Linked DNA regions of Mus musculus: regions 1, 2 and 3 are each linked to region 4. The links are chromatin contacts, called in public HiChIP or PLAC-seq and promoter capture Hi-C maps. All regions are on one chromosome and are shown on one strand. Each heading gives the region's core, a stretch centred on a gene start, on an enhancer-like site or on the middle of the called end of the contact. The rest is flanking DNA. Distances are from core to core; before and after follow the strand shown.

Region 1 (4,942 bases), core at 680-3,179, 150 kb after region 4:
CACTTGTCATCCCAGCACCTGAAGGACTGAGGTAGGAAGATGGTGACTTCAGCGTAGCCTTGGCAATTGAGTGATATAAAATAAAGTATGTTGGGTAAGGTAGCACATACCTTTAACTTCAGCACTTGGAAGGCAGGGGCAGGTGTATATATGAGTTTAAGGTCAGCCTGATCTACATGATTTCCAAGCCAGACAGAGCTATGTGGTGAGACCTTGTCTCAATAAACAAAAGATAAAAATAAAGGGCTAGTGAGATGGTGCTGCTGCCCAGCCTTAATGACATGCGTGTGCTCTTCAGGGCTCGCTGATCTCCATTGCACAGATACAAACACGCCAACAGAGCAGTGTACAAAGTAAGACATTCCCACTCGTCCCACCATGCTCCCCACATGATGATAAGGGACTGAGTCTCTGGAAATGTGAGCAAGCCCCCAACTAGATGCTTTCTTTTATGAGTTGCCATGGTCATAACTAAGAGTGGTTTCAGCTCTGCAGGGATGGAATCTAGATGTGTGGGCAGTTTGTTTGTTCATTTTGTGTTTGTGTTTTGAAACAGAGTCTCTCTTTGTAGCCCTGGCTATCCTGGACTTTACTGTATAGACAAGGCTGGCCTTGGACTCAAAGAATTCTGCCTGCCTCTAACTATCCTATGTAGACCAGGCTAGTTGAAAGCAGAGTTCTCTGCTTCTAGAGAACTGGGACTAAAGTTCTGTGCCACTCTGACTGGTTTTTGTTTGTTTGTTTGTTTGTTTGTTTGTTTTGTTTTGTTTTGTTTTGAGAGAGAGAGAGAGAGAGAGAGAGAGAGAGAGAGAGAGAGAGAGAGAAAGAATTATGTTTGTGGAAAGAAAGGATGAGTGTAGACAGCATTAACATCTAGAGTTTATTTATCTGGCAGGTAGCCTCTCAGTACCATGATCTAGACAATGTAGATTGTGTTTCAGGCTGGGGATTTTATAGCTAAGGATGGGGAAGGGAGAAGAAGGTTTCATAGGGGCAGAATGGGGGTTAGCTGTTTTCCTTAGACAAGGTCTTTTTCTATCACCAGATATCTGGGGTCAGGCAGCTGCTTTTCTTCTGCAATCCCCAAAGAGCTGGCTTTCTGGAACTATGAGCTCAGTTTACGGCCTGGGATTTTTGTTTTGGTGGTGGTACAATGTAGGGGTAAGAAAAACAAGGGCTGGAGAGATGGCTCAGCGGTTAAGAACGCTGACTGTTCTTTCACAGGTCCTGAGTTCAAATCCCAGCAACCACATCATGACTCAACCATCTGTAATGAGATCTGACGCCCTCTTCTGGTGCTGTCTGAACAGCTACAGTGTACTAAGATGTAATAATAAATAAATCTTGCCAGGCCTGGTGGTGTACGCCTTTAATCCCAGCACTTGGGAGGCAGAGGCAGACGGATTTCTGAGTTCGAGGCCAGCCTGGTCTACAGAGTGAGTTCCAGGACAGCTAGGGCTTCACAGAGAAACCCTGTCTCGAAAACCAAAAATAAATAAATCTTTTTAAAAAGGGGGGCTGGGCGTGGTGGTGGACGCTTTTAATCACAGCACTCACACCTTCAATCACATGGAGGAAGAGGCAGGCAGATCTCTTGAGGACAGCCTGGTCACAGATGGAGTTGTTCCATGACAGCAGGGCTACCCAGAGAAACCCTGTCTCGAAATGATACAACCAAACAAAAGAGTCAGGGCTTCTAAGCTAGGCAGGCAAGGACACTTTAAAAAGCTGGGGCACATACACGCGCAATTAACGTGCGGATGCCAGCTAAAAGTGGCAGTATCCACTGTGGCCCTTAACTCATCTCACGTGACTGGGCGGGAACCGCCGCTTAGCCCACTCCCCCTTTGGACACGCCTACTTTACGACTGCCCAATGAACCTGAGTCTAGGTACGCCCAATAGCCGGTCGACAGCGTCCTTATAAACCAACCATCATCCTTTCCTCTGTTGAGTGATAAGCCAGCTATCCAGTGAGCGAGACTCGAGTTGGGCTCCAGGCAGGAAGCACTGTAGCGCGCGTCCAGGGTCGCGGCGTAGAACCGGACGGGTGGCTCTCTTTGCAGCTCGCGGAGGCGAACCGGGCGGCAGGTAAGTGGCGGGTCCCGAGGCCGGGGCCGCGGTGCGGGGCTGTGGGTTCGCCGAAAGGGAAGCTGCGGGGCGCGGTGCAGCGGGAGGAGTGGGCGCACAGCAGCGGGACGGTTAGGCACCTCGAGCCGGCGGCCGTTGGGCTCCATTGAGCATGCGCCAGGGGCGGGCCAGCCGTTAGTAGGTCGGCTTCCGGGGACGGTGATGGGAATGGCGGCTCTCGGAGGCCCCATGTGTACCGTGGTGGGATTGAGGGACCGGGCGGATCCACACTGCGTTTTCGGTCACGGCGAGAGGACTCAGGCTATCTGGGCAGACGTCCCGAGTCTGCAGTCACCGGCTTCCCGTCTTGTTCCGCCGCTCGCCCAGGAGATTCTTCTCCAGACTCTGATGCGGAAGGCCAGTGTCGCGCCTCTTAGGAACGTGGCCATTCACTCGGCGTCGCTTTCCCGGTGTGAGGCCGGTTCAGCCCGTTGCCTCTGGTCTGCCTGGACCTATAGTTGAAACTTTAGGTCTGTGACAGTCTGGGTTCACTTGTTTCATTTTCCTGGTTGAAGCAAGGCCTGACGTATTGGGGGTGGGGGGCCATACGCTCCGAGTTGCGCCTCAACTAGTTCCCGGAACCTTTTGTGTGCCTAGATTCTTGAGACAGGATCTCTTTACATAATCCTGGTCGTCCTTGAACTCTCTCTCTGAAGACCAGGTCGGGCTCGAACTCACTGAGGTCCACTTGGCTCAGTCCCCGGAGGTCTGGTATTAAAGGCGTGTCCCACTAAGCCCGGCTTCACATTTATCCTTTCACCAGCACAATAAATGTTTTTAAAGCAGTACTGCCTAAAGACAGAGTACACATATGAGAGGCCAGAAGATAGGTTCTCCTGAAATCGAGGTTGTTCTTGAAGTTTTTTATTTAGGTGTAAATATTTGAATGACTACCTGTGTGCAGGTGCTCTAGGAGGCCGGAAGTACTGACCCTGGAGTTAGAAGGATGTAAACTGAGAAACCTAACTCAGGTCGTGTGAAAGCATCATTAATTCTTAAGCCACATTGGCCACCTTGCCTAGCCAGTCTTAGAACTTAAAAGTTTTTTGGTTGTTGTTGAAACAAGATCTCACTGTGTAGCCCAGGCTAGCCTGGAACTAGAGATCTGTCTGTCCCTGTCTCAGGCATTTTTTAGAATTCATTTTTAATATATTCTAGCATTTGGGAAGTGGAGGCAGGAGGATCTGGAATTCGAGGCTAGTCTGGGCTACACACAAGTTTGAGGGCCTGCATGAGACTCAGTTTCAAATAGAAATAGGTACATCTTGGTCATTCAGGTGTTTGAACCCAGAGATGTGTGATTCTTTTCTCCCCAGGACTGGCTTTGAGCTCTTTGGTGACTCATCTTCTCGACTTCAGTACCCCACCCAGCTAATTCCCTTTCAGTGAATTAGTTTCTCCCTGCTGTTGCTCTTATCTTCCACTCCATCTTGAGCAAATTCTTACTGAATCACTCAACTCCAAGCCTAGTTAGCAACTGAAGTACACAACACAGGCCCTGGGCCTGCTCAGCTCTCCTCTCCTAGCTGTCTCTGCTTTAAACCTTTGCTGGGGTCTAGTGCTTTAAGGACTGATACCTAAGCATTTTCACTTGTGTATGTGTAGGGGTGTGTGGATGTGGGGGACTCGTACAGCACAGTGACAGCCAGGTGTGATGTAGCTGGAGTAGGCTCCCTCTGCCTGCTGTGGGAGTTGTGTAGCATAGGGATCAGTGGACACTGAGGAGGCTGTTGGTGTGATCCAGACAAAACAATGTAACCCAAAAATGACACCCGTGATATTCTTACATGCTGTGGCATCAGCACAATCAACTTGAATATGCTTCACCACCTTTCAAAAAGAAAACCTCTGGATGGGTTAGAGAGATGGCTGATTGATTAAGAGCACATGTTCTTTCATTCTTTCAGAGCACTGGGGTTCAATTCACATGATCTTATATTTGGCTATAAAAAGGAATTCAGCATTTATTCCCATTCTGGGTGGGTGTTGAGAATGGTAGAGTGAAGGAATCAAAGTAAAAGGCCAGGTGATGCTGTCTGAACCTATTTATAGAAAATGCCCAGAAAAGGCTAGTCTGCAGACGCTTCTTGGCAGAGTAACTGTCTGGGAGTTAGGCAGGCGATGGTTGTGGGCAGCAGGCTACTTTGTGGTTTGGGGGATGGAGTTCAGGGTTTTCTCACATGCTAGGCATTTATTGGTGAGCCACACCCCAGGCCCAGGGGTTTTTTAAATTTACTGATTTTGTTTTATAGAAGTGTTTTGTCTGAATGCATTTATATTCAGAGTGCATGTTTGGTCGGAAGGTCAGAAGAGGACATTGGGTCTCTTTGGAACCGGGGTTATAGACAGTTGTCGACCTTCATGTGGATGTTGGGAATTGAACCTGTGCTCTGAAAGAAAGATCATGTGATCATGTACTTTTAATCAATTAGCCATTTCTCTAGTTCATCCAGAAGGTTGGGTTTTTTTGGTTTTTGGTTTTTGGTTTTTTTTTTTTTTTTTTTTTTTTTGGTTTTGGTTTTGGTTTTTCAAGACAGGGTTTCTCTCTGTAGACCAGGCTGGCCTCGAACCTAGAAATCTGCCAGCCTCTGCCTCCCAAGTCCTGGGATTTAAAGGAGTGCACTACCACTGCCTGGTGTTAGAGCTGATTGTGTGAGCATGTTTGTGGCTCCTGAATTGTGTGCTTTGGTTGGTGAATTGTATATCATATGATTGTTTCAGTAAAGCTGTTCCAATTTTAAAGAAACAAACAAAAGGTCACTTCACCTTGGGACCAACCTTTGTGAGAAGTGGCTAGGTGGGCCTAACTGGAT
Region 2 (5,329 bases), core at 513-3,012, 250 kb before region 4:
GACACAGGGGAGCATCTAAACATGCGTTTTAAAACTGCATGAAGTTCTGATGTCTGCTGCAAGTAAGGGAACCATTCTAGTATACAACTAGTGACAGTCAAGCTCCCAGAAGATCAGAACTTTGAAGCTGGAATTGGCTAACACATCAGTTCACTATATAATTATCTGAAATGGCTAATGATAATTTTAACAAATAAACAAACAAACAAAAAAAAACAAACAATATCTGTAATGTACAAAGGAGGATTTAAGGACTGTGACATTAACCAAACCATGACAATATGTTCTTAACATCATTAGAGATTTTTTTCTGCCAGAAAATAATTACTTATTATTATTATTATTACTTCCTCTTTCATACTTCAAGTATGCTTTTTGTTACATATGCTGATAAAGAGTTAAATCAGTTCAAGATCTAGGCTGCTCAAAGATTAAAATACATGCATAAGTACTTTTAGCACAAAAGTTAAAGACTAACACAGCTGCTTTCCATGGAGGACTTCACACTATAATACAGTGGACAACAATGGTAACCATGGGCTCCTTGTTAGGGTTTTGGTACACAATGCATCCTAAAACCTGGGTGACAAAAGATTTCTCAAAAATGAAATTACTGTATTACCAGGGTCAACAAGTCCCCTATAAGAAATCAATTATTAAATTCCTATAATACTGAAAAGCTGAATCCTTTCTAGTATTATAAAACAAAGCTACTTTTAAAAAAAGTTTTATCTTCCTTAAGGAAAAGCAATTTGAACCCATGCTCTGCAACACAGTGCTATACAACACTCCAGCTGTGGCTCTCTGATGGGACATCCGTACTGCACATGACTTTCTCATGCTTGCTCTCTCCCCCCAACCCCACAAGTGGGAAGACAGGCTTGACAGAAAACATGAACAAATTGTGAGAAAACAGCAAACTTTCCGCTATCACACAAGCTAGTCTTTAAATACCTGATATTAAAAGATGTGCAAAACAGCACCATGTTTTAGGTTAACCTATCATGTTGTAGACTGGTTTCCACGGGACGTACTCAGTGCTTCTAAGTCCAATCATCTTTCTTATCTTTAGGCTCTTTTTGTTTTGCTCTGAGAACAAATTGCTAAAGCATGCCAAGAGGAAACCACCCCATTAGAATCCCCTCACATAGAATCCTCGACAATACTTGCTGCCCTCCTGAGACTTTGGAGAATAAAGCTATACAAAAATGCACAGTCATGATCCAGGCTATGGTAGCATGTCCCAGCCCACTAACCCAGGTCCCTACAATATTACCCAGAAACACCAGAGTCAAATCAAGGGCAAGCAAAAGTGAACAGCAGGTCAAACACACCAATGATAGGGAACAGATGTCTAAAAAGCTCTCGGTTTTCTTCTTGTGTAAGTTTCAAAGACAGTTTTATCGAAAAAGAAACTATGTTTCAAATGCAGTCCAGATTTTCTCAGCAGAGGCACCTCCTTTCTAAACACACAGGCGGGGTTCTCCCAGGGGGCTCTGAGGAAGGTTCCTTCTACAGCTGATAAAAACAAATACTGACCTGGAGTAAATGCCTAGACTCCTTAGGATAAAACCTCCCACACGGGCTACTTATAAGTAAGAAGCAGCCATCAGTACTGCCACGTCTCGGTTCTTTAGTCAGTGACCAGAAAAATCAAAAGGAAGCCATGATTGTCCACCTTCCCTGACAGAGTCATGTGCCCTCTGCTCCAAGGACAGGACATCTTGACAAGAGCTAAAGACACAAAGAAAGCCTCAGAGGGCACCCTGTGCTGATTTGCCTAGAAATAAAAAGACAAAGGGCATTCAAAAGCCACTTCCAGAGCAAACAATGACCCTGCAGAATTTTCAAAAAGACACCAGCTTGGGAGCACCACACATAAAATGACAACAGACTTGTGCACATTGTGATCAATTGGCTAACTATAAATATACCTGATTTATACTTTTAAACTAACAGGCTAAGACCCAAGTTCCAAACTGTAGTTCATGTACCTCCGGAAGGGCTCTTTGGAAGGGTAAGGGACCTTTGGAGAACAGTGTATAAACAACTGTAAACATACACTGATTGTCCGCTAGCTTTCTTAAATAGAGTTTCTGAAGTATTTTTGTAGGAAATTATATGAGTGTAGTTAATCAGATAATTTCTATAATAACATATAAATTCTGTTGTGTGTGCAAAATGTGGTAGAAAGTGAAGATACACGGATGGTTCATGTTTTCAAAGTGAGCACAGCATTGCAATCCATCAAGAGTCCTTTGATCCGCTCGTGAAACTTCTCTCTGTACAAGTTGAAGTACATAATGCTTTCTGGCTCTTCCTCAAGCCAAAACTTGTCAAATTCATAGACAAGGTAACCTGCAAGTAAAAACACACAAATACATGTCCACAGGAGTAAAATCATCTATTTAGACCATCTTCAGAAAGTATATACGCATCTTGGGTCAGGGAGACAGCTTGGTGAATAAGGCTGCTTGTCACACCAGCCAGACAATCTGAGTTCAAATATAGACAGTAATGTTTAAAGTGCACTTAGAGATCATCTTCCATTATTCTCTTGGATAGCAAAGATCTTAAACAATAAAATGATAAGCATAAACTCTGTATTCAGAGGCATTAGGTTAAAAGCTCTATATTCTGCCTCGCTGAGTGTTAGAATTGCTCTTGGTCAGGTCTGGTTCTGACCCCGATACTCACAGTAAAACTGGTGGAAGTGCTCCATCGTTGGTACCCCAGGGACAAAGTTGTAGAGGTGAAGCTTCAGGGCCTCGCTCTTCAGTAAGCTATAAGCCATCTCTGTAAGGTTGATTCCAACTATTGCATAAGAATACCTACGTCAGAAACATTGCCAGTTACACAGCTAGCTGACGCTCGTAACAGCTTACAGCATGTAAAGAGCTCATTAGTCCACTCCAAACTGTCTCTACTGCACTCCTGACACAGGGCCTACTTTGCAGTAACCTCTCTGAACTCAGACAGTGAGAAAGATCAAAGTGCTTGTTGTTTTGTTTTGTTTGTTTGTTTGTTTTCAAGACAGGGTTTCTCAGTAGCCCTGGCTGTCCTGGAACTTACTCTGTAGACCAGGCTGGCCTTGAACTCACAAATCTGCCTGCCTCTGCCTCCCAAGTGCTGGGATTAAAGGCGTGCGCCACCACCGCCCCGCAAAGTGCTTGTTTTTTTGAAGACTGTTGTTTTCTGAATAGAAGCTAAGAAGTAAAAATAAAAGTTCTGACTGCAACATTTAAATACAATGAGGGACACCCATATACACCATGCTTTATTGTTCTAGTTATTATATACAAAGCAATATAAAGCTAATAACAAGGGCTCAATTTGCATTTTCTTTACTATTTTCAAAGCTAACTCAGATTTTCCTAAGTTTCTCCTTCTACTTTGAAATAGTCCTTGAAAAAAAAAAATGAGCCCTTATCTTTGTTTTATAAACTACATCATGTGATAAAATTTATTTTGGAATACATAGAACACTTATGATCATTTTTCCTTAAAATAGTTTATATTATCCTTTCTGCAGTTTCAATCATTAAAATAACATCATTTTAGGATACATTTTGAAATATACAGTCATTTTCACTTCAAGAGTCTAGTTTTTTTGTTTGCCCAGCTTACCCTAATTTGGGGTGATTTGAGCGGGAGAGAATCTGATGCGCTTCGCTGGTGTAGTTTTCACTGAAATACCTAAACAAGTCAAGGGAAATGATGAAGCGAGATGTCCCACCAAAAGCAGGGTAAATACTTCAGAGCAGGCACGTGCACTGTCAGACCGTGCCCTCGCTGCCACAGCTCCACCATCTCCACCTCAAGGCACCTGATGGCACCTGATTAAATAAGGACCACAGACAGACTGGCTCTTGGCAAGACCATTTCAGCAGAGAAATCACCTACAAAGGGATGTCCTATTTGCTTACAAAAGAACAGTTCTGAAATCTGCCAACTCTCATCCTGTCCAATACGAAAGTGCAGCTGCCGGGCCACTCTCCTCACTGTCTGTCCTCTCTGCCACGCTAGAGTGCGCGCTTGTAACACACTGCTGACAAGCAGATCATCACTAATGGACGTGGATGCTGGCCATCTTCACATCAGCCTATGCTCTAAATACAGTGAAGAAACTGCAGGTCATCAGAGGTACACCAAGACCCCTCCGCACAGTCTAGAGTCAGACTCTGTCACGTTACCCCAGGCTCAGTAGGAGTCTCTTCCAGTGGAGGCAGGGAAGTCACTTACTGTGTGATTTATCTTTAGGAAGCAGAACTACATAGAACTATTAAGCTTTAGGCATTGCCAAAACATGCATGCTTTTATAATTTAAAATAGCATAGATCTTGAAATCTCATTATGGCATATCCTTTCCCCAACAGCTTTACCCACATTGACCTAAACAATTTTCTCAGCATTAGTTTAGTTCAATTCAGATTTTTTTCACATTAAAAATTATCCAAAAAAAAAAAAACCTACTGGCTTCCCATTCTCAACATCAGTTACAATTTGTAAGTCACGATCACAGATAAACTCAAACACGATGGTGTATACACCTGTATAGCTATCTAGCAGAGTGGCTCCAACCATAAAAGTGTTTCATTGCTACTTCAGAACTGTAATTTTACTATTGTTATAAATCATAATGTAAATATCTGATATGCTGCCCCCAAAGGGGTCACAGTCCACAAGTAGAGAACCACTGGTATAAGAACTTGATCTTCCTCTTGCTTACTGGAAGAGTGCTGACTATCAGTTGTGATTTATATTGCATATCTGGGATTGCATGCATGTAGCCTAAATGCTGAGGGAACAGGCAGGTTGTTATAGCCTGGACTCAGGGTTCAGGTCAGGGCCAGAGGTAGTGAGGAGCATGTCACCTAACCTGGGTGTTGCCCCAAATGGAATCAGAGTCCACACAGTGGAAACAAGACGACAAAACCAGAAAGGGGTGGTCATGACTGTTAAGCAGATGTCAAAAGTGAGGCAGAAAGACACAGGAAGGGGAAGGCACTGGAAGTATACATACACACACAAACATGCACACATACACACACAAACATGCACACACACACACAGACATGCGCACACACACAGACAGTTGTGCACACACACACAGACATGCACACAAGAGACAAACTCGGCACACGTACGTGCATATGCACACGTGCACACACACAAACACACACAATGTCTTTGAATGTTGTCAACACACTAGCAAACATGCGCATTATACCTATGAAAACTTAAGAGTTAATATGAAGCAACTGCAGAATTTTGTTCAGCCAAGAAATAAGAAACTTTATTTTGACTTACACGAGATTGATCAGTCCGA
Region 3 (4,977 bases), core at 1,960-4,459, 150 kb before region 4:
GTCCCTGCTCCTGCTGGCCCCCGGCACTCCTGGTTGTGTTGGAACAGATGTTGTGTTCCACTCACCAGTAATCCTAAGATCCTGGGCGTGTTAGGGCGCCTAGGGAGTGGAGAGTCCTCTGGGGACCATGGGACTGTCCGCTGAGTTCGCGCCCAAGGTGGCCGGGCACTGGCGCCGTCCAGAAGGAACCCCATGACTTGGCTTTAGGTTGCCACATTGTCAACGTCTTCTATAAAACCTCCATGGGACTCACTGTCGCCAACATGCAGAAGCACTACTTGCCCTCACTAGCCATTGGTGGTGTTTCCATCCTAGGGAAAGAGTTCCTTAACTGAGTGCATTGGGTTAATGCGCACCCACAGCCTGAGGTTGGATGTGAAGGACGCCAGTGAATCGCTCTTTGTCCTTCACTTATGTTTTGTGATTTCTGCATGAGACCACGTACTTTTATTCCTAAGAACCACAGTTTTTTCCCTATTACATAACCCTTAATTAAGATGTGCTAAATAGATTGTATTTCTTTTTGTATTTAACCACCGTGTTAGGTTGTGCTGTATAACAAATATCCTCAAATTGACCCAGCCAGGACAACTCATGCTGACGACTACCTCAGTGGGTTGAGTTGGGATGAGAGGAGGCCTGGCTGAGAGGCTGCTTAAGTGGCTGATCCCAGGTTTCAGTCCTTCCCCGCCTGGCCCCACCTGTAGGTGTATGTTCATGGCATCTTAGATCACACATCAGAATAGTGATCTAAGAAAGAGAGACAGCACCCCTAAAATGGCTGCCATGTTTTATAGCTGAGTCTAGAATTAGCACTCTGTCACCCTTTTGTCCCCTAGCTGGATGGACACTTCACAAAGGTGTGAATACAAATCCTGAGAGTTTTTAAAAAAGCTTCCTGTGAGACCATAACATGGTTTTTACATGCTTGTTGACATGCCTGTCTTGTCTGTACTTTCTCAGTCACAGTGAGGGGCTGGTGCTGACTCACACCCACCTGCTCAGCACTGTTACTATCTTTTTGGTTTCTTTTGTTGGGTACTACTTACAATTTAAGTATAAATTGTATGCTGCTAAACGCATTAGTGATGCACAGCTCTGTGGGTTCTGATGGACACACAGGGGTCTGTGGCATCCTCGTCTTCCCAGGACCCAGCAGCATTCTGCACCCCTGATGGGGTTTCCATCCCTGTAGCTTGGCAGAAATGGACTCTTACAGGGTCTGGCTTCTTGGTCTGGGTCCCATGCCTGCCTGGTGTTGGTGCCTCTGTTTGCAGCAGTCACACAGCACTGGGCATACGTCATGATTGCTCCATCCATTCACAAGTTAATGGAAATCCCCATGATTTCCCAGTTTATTTTTTTTTAAAAGCTTTATTTATTTATTCCATGTATATGAGTACACTGTAGCTGTCTTCAGCCACACCAGAAGAGGGCATCAGATCCCATTACAGATAGTTGTGTGCCACCATGTGGTTGCTGGGAATTGAACTCAGGACTTTTGGAAAAGCAGTCAGTGCTCTTAGCCATCTCTCCAGTCCCCCACCCCCACCACCCCCGATTTCCCAGTTTTGAGGAATTACAAGTAAATTTGTAATAGAAATCTGCAGGCAGAACTTTGGAGGGTAGGTGCCAAGGCACGGAATTGCTGGACTGTTCTGAGAACGCATGTGTGAACCAATGCGAAGTTGCCAGCCTGTCTCAGGCTATGCTCCTGTGCAGTCCCTCCAGCCTTGTGGGAGGGTTTCAGCTGCTTTACATTTAGATCTCTGTGTTTGCGAGTTTTTGTTTTAGTTTTGGTTTGAGTGTAAAAGCTTTGCAGTGTCACTGTCTTACCTCACGGTTTGCACCTCTCGGCATCTGGTCCTTCACTACGGTGTCTATCAATTCTTTGCTGAAGTAGCATTTTTAGTTTGTCAAATATTTTTATTACTGTGTGTGTGTGTGTGTGTGTGTGTGTGCACGCGCGCGCGCGCGCGCGTGCCCCACAATGCCCTTGTGACAGTCAGAGGATAACCTGAGGTAGTCAGTTCTCTCCTTCCATTAAGCAGGTCCTGGGGATTGAATTCAGGTTGGCAGCAGGCATCTTTATCCATTGAGCCATCTTGCTGGCCCTAAAGTGGGTTTCTTGCAGGCAACACACATTCAATTCTTTCTTCCCTGCTTCCCATGAGTTCTCCCTGCTGTGACATGCTGAAAATGTGTTTCTATCAGTGTAGTTTTTTAAGGATAGTTTTCACTGACTACTAAGCATGGCTGAGCAGCGGCCTCTGACGAGGCACCCCTTTCCTGAAAGCTCACAGTTTGTAATGGTGGGTGGATGATCTCTGCCCAGCTTGTCACTTATTTTCAATTCTAAGGTATTCTCCCACATTGCCAGTTTTCAGATGTTTGCTTTTGCTATGTTCTGATATAAATGTCTTTTTCCTCATGGTGTCTTCCTGTTCTTTGAGCTTCTTAGAACATAGGCCTGCAGTTTGTGTGATGTGTAGATTTGGCTGCTACTCTACTGGGTATCCCGGCAGCTCCATGCATGTGTGTTTCATTGTTTGCCATTGTTCCTTCTGGTCAGTGCCAGCACCCGGCCACCTTGGGCGTGAACTCAGCAGACAGTCCCACTGCCCCCAGAGGAGGTACCACTTCCAGGTGCTCTAACACACCCAGGATCTTAGGATCCCTGATTTTGTTTTCTTTGTCTGTATGTGAAAAGTCATTTCCTCCAGTCATGTGTTTGCAAACATTGATGCAACCACCTGCACAGAACACGGGTCTTGTTCTTAGGAAAACCAAACATGTCAAGTACTGCAGATCCAGAGAGATGTTGTCCGTGGTGGGGTTGCCTTTCCCTTCAGACAAGCTTTGCAAAGGGCAGGAGGAGCAAACCACTTCCCAGCATCTCTTGATGAGTCCTGAGTACAGGGGTGCGTCCCCTGCGAACCCACACTGTTTCAGGCTTGTAGACCCAGAAAGAGGAAGAAGCTGTAGATAACAGCTTCATGCTTGGCAAATGCCTTAGATTTCTGTTAGAAGATACCAAAAGAAAGGCTTTGTCAAAAGCCAGCGTCTGGTTGCTTGTGAGTGTTCAGAGAATGTCCCTGAGGTCGGGTAGGCTGAGTCTGTGCACTAATAGGATTGGGTTTAGTCTGTGTTGCAGCCATGAGTGAGCAGATGGGGTCACAGCGTCCCCATCTCCGCAGCGGTAATGTTACGGTGACGTCATGGTCATTCTCCTAACACTCACCATGCTCGTGCCCCTCAGAGTTTTCTTCCTAAGTCAGTGTTGCTTTCTAAATTAGAATGCTAGAGGTATCGGAGAGTATGAAGAATCTTTTAAAATATGACATGAATTAGAAAAATCATAAAATGCTAATTAATTTAGCTTCTGGAAAACATACAGTCTGTGTATGGCAAAAGGAACAATAGAGTCATGGCCAGGCACCGTGTTAGAAACTTGTAGCTCAGCACTTGAAAAGTGTGAGCAGGTGGGTCAGGACATTAAAGTTATTCTTGACTACACAGAAAGTTCCAGGCTAGCATGGGTTACATGAGACCCTGTCTAAAGAAGGGCAAGGGAGGAGAAGAGAGGGGAGGGGGAGGGGAGGAGGAGAGGGGAGGGGAGGGGAGGGAAGAGAAAAGAAGGGAAGAGAAGGGGGAGATGGAGGGGATGGAAGTGGAGAGGGAGAAGAGCAGAAACTTTTATTTTAAACGTATGCGTGCTGGTGAGATGACTCATTAGGTAAAGGTGCCTGCCACTGGGCCTGATGGGCAAAGTTCCACCTTGGAGCCCACCTGGAAGAGAGAACCAGCTTCTACAAGTTGTCCCCTGACCTCTGACCTCCTGTGTGCTGTGGCATACGAGTCCACTCTCATGTGCGCGCACACAGACATATACAGAGAAATAATTAAATGTGATATTTTTAAAACCTGGAAAAGTAGAAAGAGGAAAGATTATATTTTTACAGTATATAGTCAACAAAGGGCTGATTTCATAATGTAAACTAAATAAGCTGCCTAGAGAGATATGAATGGCTTGGCTATGCACTCGCTCTGAAGTGTGTACCTAGCTTGGATGGAGAGTCCTTACTCCTGGATATCTGGACTAGGCCCCACTATCGACATTCCTCTCCGCATCGCCTGTCTTGCCTGAGCTCTGGACAGGATTGCCCACTGAGCTCTTGCTTCTGGCCCTGCAAGCTCTTTCTACACTGAGTCTGCACTGAGACGTTCCCGAGCCATTCCCACACACAGACATGGTCCACAGGCTTCTGAGCCACATGGTAGGAGGTGGTTGTGGAAACGAGCACAGTCCTCGGTGCAAATGTCTGGGTTAGATTTGCTTCACTGCGACAGAAAACACTCAGGAGTCAACACAGGAGGAAGAAATACCTGGGTTCAGTGTCAGCCATTCTATCCAGAGGTAGCCGGCTCCACTGTCGCTGGCTGTGCCATCAGGACACCTTGGAAAGAAGCATGTTGTGAAACAGCCCTGGCCACGTTGTGACATCAGCAAGCAGAGAAGGATCTCCTGCTTGAAATCCATTAAGCTAGGAATCTGAAAATAGATTAATTTGTGAATCAAAACCCTCATGATGCAGCACCCCTCCTCTAAGCTCACCTCACCGGGAACCAGGCCTCCATCACACAACGCAAACCGTGTCACAAGGCAGCCAGGGCATAACTTTTGACTGAGTTTGAGTGGCAAAGGCAAAATTGAGCTTGCTGAGTATGCAGTGTTATCCTTTATGTAAAAAAGTGTGTGCAGTGTGTGCATGGAACAGGAGACCACATACAACAAGGGAACAGTGTGTGTGGGGTGTGTGTGTGTGTGTTGGCCTGTAAAATGCCCTTAGTAGGCTCACAGGCCAAATGATAGGACATACTGCCATGGTACCTTCTGGACATTTTGACATGTGTATTTAAGAACTTCTTAGAAGAGTAAATTCACTGTTGTAACAATGTATTTACAGGGATGAAAAT
Region 4 (4,792 bases), core at 366-2,865:
CTTTTTCTTTTCTTCTCTTTTTTTTTTTTCCTTTTTTTTTTTGTACATTTTATTTAGTGGTTGACATGTGGTGTAACCCCTGAGGTGGTGGCCATGGGTACTAAAAGAAAGCAGCCTGAGCCAGGCGGTGGTGGCGCATGCCTTTAATCCCAGCACTTGGGAGGCAGAGGCAGGCGGATTTCTGAGTTCGAGGCCAGCCTGGTCTACAAAGTGAGTTCCAAGACAGCCAGGGCTATACAGAGAAACCCTATACAAAGAAAAGAAAGCAGCCTGAGAATGCCAGTAAGCAGCACTCCTGGGTGGCCACTGTGTCAGTTCCTGCCTCCAGGGTCTGTGTTCCTGTCCTGACTTCCCATCAGGACATTCCCGTCAGGACATACTGCATTCCAGACCGGGAAGTAAAACACTTACCTCCCCAAATGGCTTCTGGTGGTATTTCATCACAGCAATGGAAACCCTAACTAAAATACCATGTAAAACAGACGCTGGGCATGGCAGCCCAGAGGAGACAAAGACAAGAGGATCCCTGGGGCTTACAGACCAGCCCGCCTTGGGGAGCTCTGAACAGAGAGGTGTGCTTAGTCTGAGTCAAATAAGCTGTCCTGGATGAGAGGAGAGAGCAAGCCAAGAGAGGACACACCCTGACAGACACTTAGGAGCAAGGAAGAGAGTGGTTCCTTCAGAAGCTCTAGACCAAGAGCTTTTAAGACCATCAGGTTGGCTGCGCCCTCTCTGGTCAGGATTGGGCACTACGGACAGGCTTCAGTGGTAAAGCCTTCATTTACCATGTTCTAGACCAGGATCACAAAGTATTCATTTTAGAAGAACAACGACTGGAAGGAGGGCTCAGTCATTACTGTGATTGCTTTACCAACATAAAGAACTCAATTCAGTCCCCAAACCCCATGTAAGAAAACTCCTGGTGTGGGGGCACACGCTTGAAATTCCAGAACCACAGACAGGGTGCCCGGTTAAATCTCTCGGGCCTTCTAGACAGCCAGCCTCACCTACTTGAAGGGTTCAAAGCCAGTGGGAGACAGTGTCTCAAACAAGTTGGACAGAGACAGAGTAATGACCCCAGAAATTGACCTCTGACCACCAAATGCACTCATAAGCACACCTACGTATGTGCACTCACACCGACAAACCTAGGGAAAGTGTTTGGAAGTTCGAGTGTTGGAAATGGTAGTGTATATCTGTGGGAAAGCACTTATCTACCATATGCTAGGCCTGGGGGTCTATCCTAAAACCAGAAAAAAAAATTAATTTAAGAAAAAAAAAAAAAAGAGGAGGAGGAAGAGGAACGCGGAAGATGGTTCGGTCCAGGGTGTCCACAGTACCCATGTATACACATGTATACAGCAGGCTTGGTGGCACACATTTATAATCCTAGCACTGGGCAGAGCACAGGGGACCCTGCCACCTCCCCGCTTCCACACCCGCACTCCTCCCTGCAACTCCCTGGCCAGCCTGGCCTTCTAGCCAACTGGCGTTCGCCGCACCCGCTCTGTCTCCTCCACACCGCCAGGGGGTGTCAGCGAGCCAGGAAGCGTTCCATCGTTCATCTCTATGACCCCCGCCGCAGCCTAGATGACCCGGAAGACACTGAAGGGGCAGTGCTTCCAGGTGGGAGCGAGGTGACCCCGGCTACTAAAGAAGGGTAAGGCAGAGTAGCCATGGGGGCGCACCTGACCCGGCGCTATCTGTGGGATGCCTCGGTGGAGCCTGACCCCGAGAAGATACCCAGCTTCCCGCCGGACCTCGGCTTTCCGGAGCGCAAGGAGCGAGGTGAGCTCAGTGCGCAGGCGCGACCGCAGATCCCGCGGAACTCAGCTGCCTGCTTGCGGAGGGCCGGGTCGAGTCGGGAGGGCGACCTCCTTGAGTGTGGAGGCTGTGCGGGGATGGCTAAAGCAAAAGGCTGGGACGAGACAGCAGAGAACGGGAAGATGAGACTGCCCCGGTGCACTTCGTCCTGGGCACAGCGCGGAGCCTAGGACATGTTCTTTGCATCTCCATACATTGTCACTAGCATTTGGTTACGTACAATAATACAAGGTTGGGGGGCTGGAGCGATCATGCTCCTTGTCCTGTCTAGTGTGATGGTGCTGGGGGAGGAACCCAAGGCCTGTGTGTACTCGCAAGGTTCTCATTCTTCCTGTATAGGAAAATCAGAGTGACAGCTCTGGACAAAGTCCTAGTTTGGCACTTGGGATGCCCCAGGGTAGCAGAGAGCCACTGGCGCTGTCTTCAGGGAGCCCCCTGGACAAAGCAGCGTGTCCAAAAAGATCTGGGAAGCAAATTTAAGAGTGTAGAAGCACAGGCTAAAAGGGGTGTATATGAGATTGATGAAGCTGGTACCAGGGAGGGACAGAGCCCCACTTGTAAGCAGGGGAAAGACACAAATGACTTGCCTTACCAAAAGGTTGTAGTGTCGACTAGAAGATGGCTCCGTCAGTACTGAATCTGCAGAACATTTACCCACCTGACACCCTGCTTTGCCCATAGTCATTTTGAAAATACAGCACTCCCTGGCCGCCTCTCTTGCTTGGCTAATCCAAAACCCTGGTAAAACTCAGCTGGCCCTGCTGACCTGGTCTCCAAGTTGCTTCCTCACTCCAGACCCCCTTCTTATTTTTGAGTCAGACTAGTCTCTAACTCACAGTCCTTTCCCTTTGGCCTCGGGAGCACAGAGCTCATAGGCCCAGTGGTGCTCAGGGATGCTATAGCCTACATTGTTGCTTCTATAGTTCTTCACTGCCTCTTCATCTTAGGCAAGCTCTTGTGAGAAAGCAAGAGTAGCTCCTGCTCCCACACCCATGCATCTCCAAACTCCTTCCAAATGACTTGTCCCTAGCCTGGCGGAGTCCCCATTCCAGGTGAACCCCCCCCCACACACACACACACACCCCTTTATATCCTCCATCCACCCTCTACAATGAAAGGATCCTGCTCCCGAACCTCTCATCAGGCTCCTGTCCATGGTTTTGAAACACCCCCACAGGAACATCATGAGTTCCTGGGATGGATAGCAATCCTGTCTCAAAACCTAAGTATAAAAATCCCCGTTACTGAAGGGCTCCTCTCAAGGCTCCCAGCCAGCCCCAGCTCCACCTGTCATTCCCCACCTCTACCTTGCTCACCTCCACTTCCCTGCGCACTCTCACTGATTGTTCCTCGGCTCCCTTGACTGCCTTGAAGCTGCTGCCTCCTTTGTTCTGCCCTGGAGGCAGCTCACAACTGTGTGGTGTACACCAGTGCTGTCCACTTGATCTCCAAGGGGAGCCTTAACCTTGAACTTATAAATGACATTGCTGACTTTTGTTTTCTGAATTTTAGGGCTTTATTAGTGGTACATGTGTATGTGAGCACTCGTGTGCATTGACGGCCAGAAGTCTGCAGAGTGTCCTCCTGAAATCACATCCCCTTTCCTCCCCCAGGAGCCACCACCCCCTTCCACTGACACCTTAATTTTTAAGATAGGGTTTCACTCTGTAGCACAGGCTGGCCAACCTCTGAGTGTTGAGATCACAGGAGTAAGCCAACAAGCCCAGCCTGGGTTTTATTTTCCTTTTGAGACAGGATCTTGCTGTGTAGCACAGGCTAGTCTCAAAACTCTTACCTCAGGCTCCTGAGTGCCGAGATTGCTGGCTGTACCCCTCTGTCTTCAATGTCTGTCTTGTACTCTTTGAGTCTCAGCTCTGTCCTCCCCTTAAGCCTACCGTGCTCACCTTCCCAGTCACTGTCAAGGACAGCTCTACCTTTCCCTGAGCTTAGGTCAAAACCCGGAAGCAGGAAAGGTGCCTGCTGCCTCAAGGCTTTGGCCCCCTTCTACCTGAGATGTTCTTGCCCCAGGCATCTGCCCGACTCGGCCCTTGCCTCATGGCCCACTTTCCAGCACTTCCTAACTCTGGTTTTGGTTGGGTTTGGTTTGCCCTCTGCAGTCAGTAAGGCTGCCAGCCATTCAAAGACAGTGTGCTCAGCCTACTTTGTGTCCCTCTGAAGAGGGAGACCATCTATTTGCCTGGTTCCCTCCTACATTCCTGCAGCTTAGCAGGCAACAGTGTGCTAAAGGCTTGCTGCTGGCCTCTTGTGAACTGGAAATGAGAGGCCAGAGCTTGAGTTGCTAACCCGAGCTCCAGGGTGAGTAACTCTGGCAAGAGCCTGCCTGTGATTTGAGCCCTGGGCCTGGAGTACAGAGGTGCAGAGTGGAGGGACCAGGTTGGCCTCATCAGCCTACTGTAGCATCAACAGTCAGAAGTGCGGTCAAAGCTGTAAAGAAGCAGGTGGCTGCTGCTGGGCTCGGGAGCTCCAGAGAGAGAGCAACACAGAAGGCAGAGAAAGCCTATCTGGGTGACATGCAACCCTGCTGAGGCACGTCTGGGCACCAGGTGAGAAGCCCAAAAAAGGGGACAAGGACCTGAGACCATGTAAGAAAGGACGGTAGCTGGAAGCATAATGGGAGACAACAGCCCTGACAGGAATTGGATACCCCCACCCCACCCCACCCCAGAGGAAGGCCAGCAGGTGATTGGAGCATGCAGTGGCTGTGCAGGGCTAAGGTTTTCCCAAGGCCTCACACAAGCTACCACTGACTTAACTCCAACCGGTTTCTGTGTATTTTTTTAAGGTTCTTTTTGTTTTTAATGGTCTGAATAGACATTTGGACATAAGGGTTCAGGTGCCAGATAAGGGCAGAGAGGGCAGTGGATCCCTGGAGCTGGAGTTATCGGCAGTGGTGAGAGCTGCCCACCCCACCCCACCCCCACCCCCAGTTTTCTGCAGGAGCAATACA

Evidence for each region. HiChIP or PLAC-seq counts read pairs in DNA pulled down with a chosen protein or histone mark. Capture Hi-C pulls out chosen DNA fragments and counts their contacts.
Region 1: a promoter capture Hi-C map of adipose tissue shows a contact between it and region 4. The contact joins the promoter of Ddx39a here to the promoter of Ndufb7 in region 4. A contact is called at or near these places in 3 of 39 promoter capture datasets (erythroid cells, liver and stem cell-derived epiblast-like cells), 2 of 484 Hi-C or Micro-C datasets (CD4 T cells and embryonic stem cells), 3 of 115 datasets of contacts at active chromatin or transcription factors (double positive thymocytes, effector CD8 T cells and embryonic stem cells) and 3 of 9 other capture datasets (adipose tissue, liver and pancreatic islet).
Region 2: an H3K4me3 HiChIP or PLAC-seq map of embryonic stem cells shows a contact between it and region 4, with 3 times the contacts expected there. The contact joins the enhancer-like site here to the promoter of Ndufb7 in region 4. A contact is called at or near these places in 1 of 39 promoter capture datasets (erythroid cells), 3 of 484 Hi-C or Micro-C datasets (CD4 T cells, erythroblasts and pre-pro-B cells), 4 of 115 datasets of contacts at active chromatin or transcription factors (bone marrow-derived macrophages, embryonic stem cells and large pre-B cells) and 2 of 9 other capture datasets (liver and pancreatic islet).
Region 3: a contact with region 4 is called in an H3K27ac HiChIP or PLAC-seq map of microglia, with 4 times the contacts expected there. The contact joins the enhancer-like site here to the promoter of Ndufb7 in region 4. A contact is called at or near these places in 1 of 484 Hi-C or Micro-C datasets (the G1E-ER4 cell line), 4 of 115 datasets of contacts at active chromatin or transcription factors (embryonic stem cells and microglia) and 2 of 9 other capture datasets (embryonic stem cells and liver).

Annotation. Positions count from the first base shown.
Region 1 is chr8:83,713,248-83,718,189 of GRCm38.p6, forward strand. Ddx39a (DEAD box helicase 39a) reads left to right here and starts at 1,930. Exons shown (of 11, transcript NM_197982.3): 1 at 1,930-2,090.
Region 2 is chr8:83,314,104-83,319,432 of GRCm38.p6, forward strand. Elmod2 (ELMO/CED-12 domain containing 2) reads right to left here. Exons shown (of 9, transcript NM_178736.5): 6 at 5,311-5,329; 7 at 3,628-3,696; 8 at 2,698-2,831; 9 at 1-2,358. The coding sequence ends at 2,213. Among named protein-coding and RNA genes, the nearest start is that of Elmod2, 16 kb to the right of the region's middle. Within about 2 kb of position 1,763, at least 11 of the 459 cell types and tissues checked have an H3K27ac peak or open chromatin away from gene starts, as enhancers often do. A contact at or near this core is called in embryonic stem cells, where this site is marked.
Region 3 is chr8:83,415,237-83,420,213 of GRCm38.p6, forward strand. Clgn (calmegin) reads left to right here. Exons shown (of 15, transcript NM_009904.4): 9 at 4,968-4,977. Among named protein-coding and RNA genes, the nearest start is that of Scoc, 25 kb to the right of the region's middle. Within about 2 kb of position 3,210, at least 5 of the 459 cell types and tissues checked have an H3K27ac peak or open chromatin away from gene starts, as enhancers often do. A contact at or near this core is called in microglia, where this site is marked.
Region 4 is chr8:83,565,143-83,569,934 of GRCm38.p6, forward strand. Ndufb7 (NADH:ubiquinone oxidoreductase subunit B7) reads left to right here and starts at 1,616. Exons shown (of 3, transcript NM_025843.3): 1 at 1,616-1,788. The coding sequence starts at 1,677.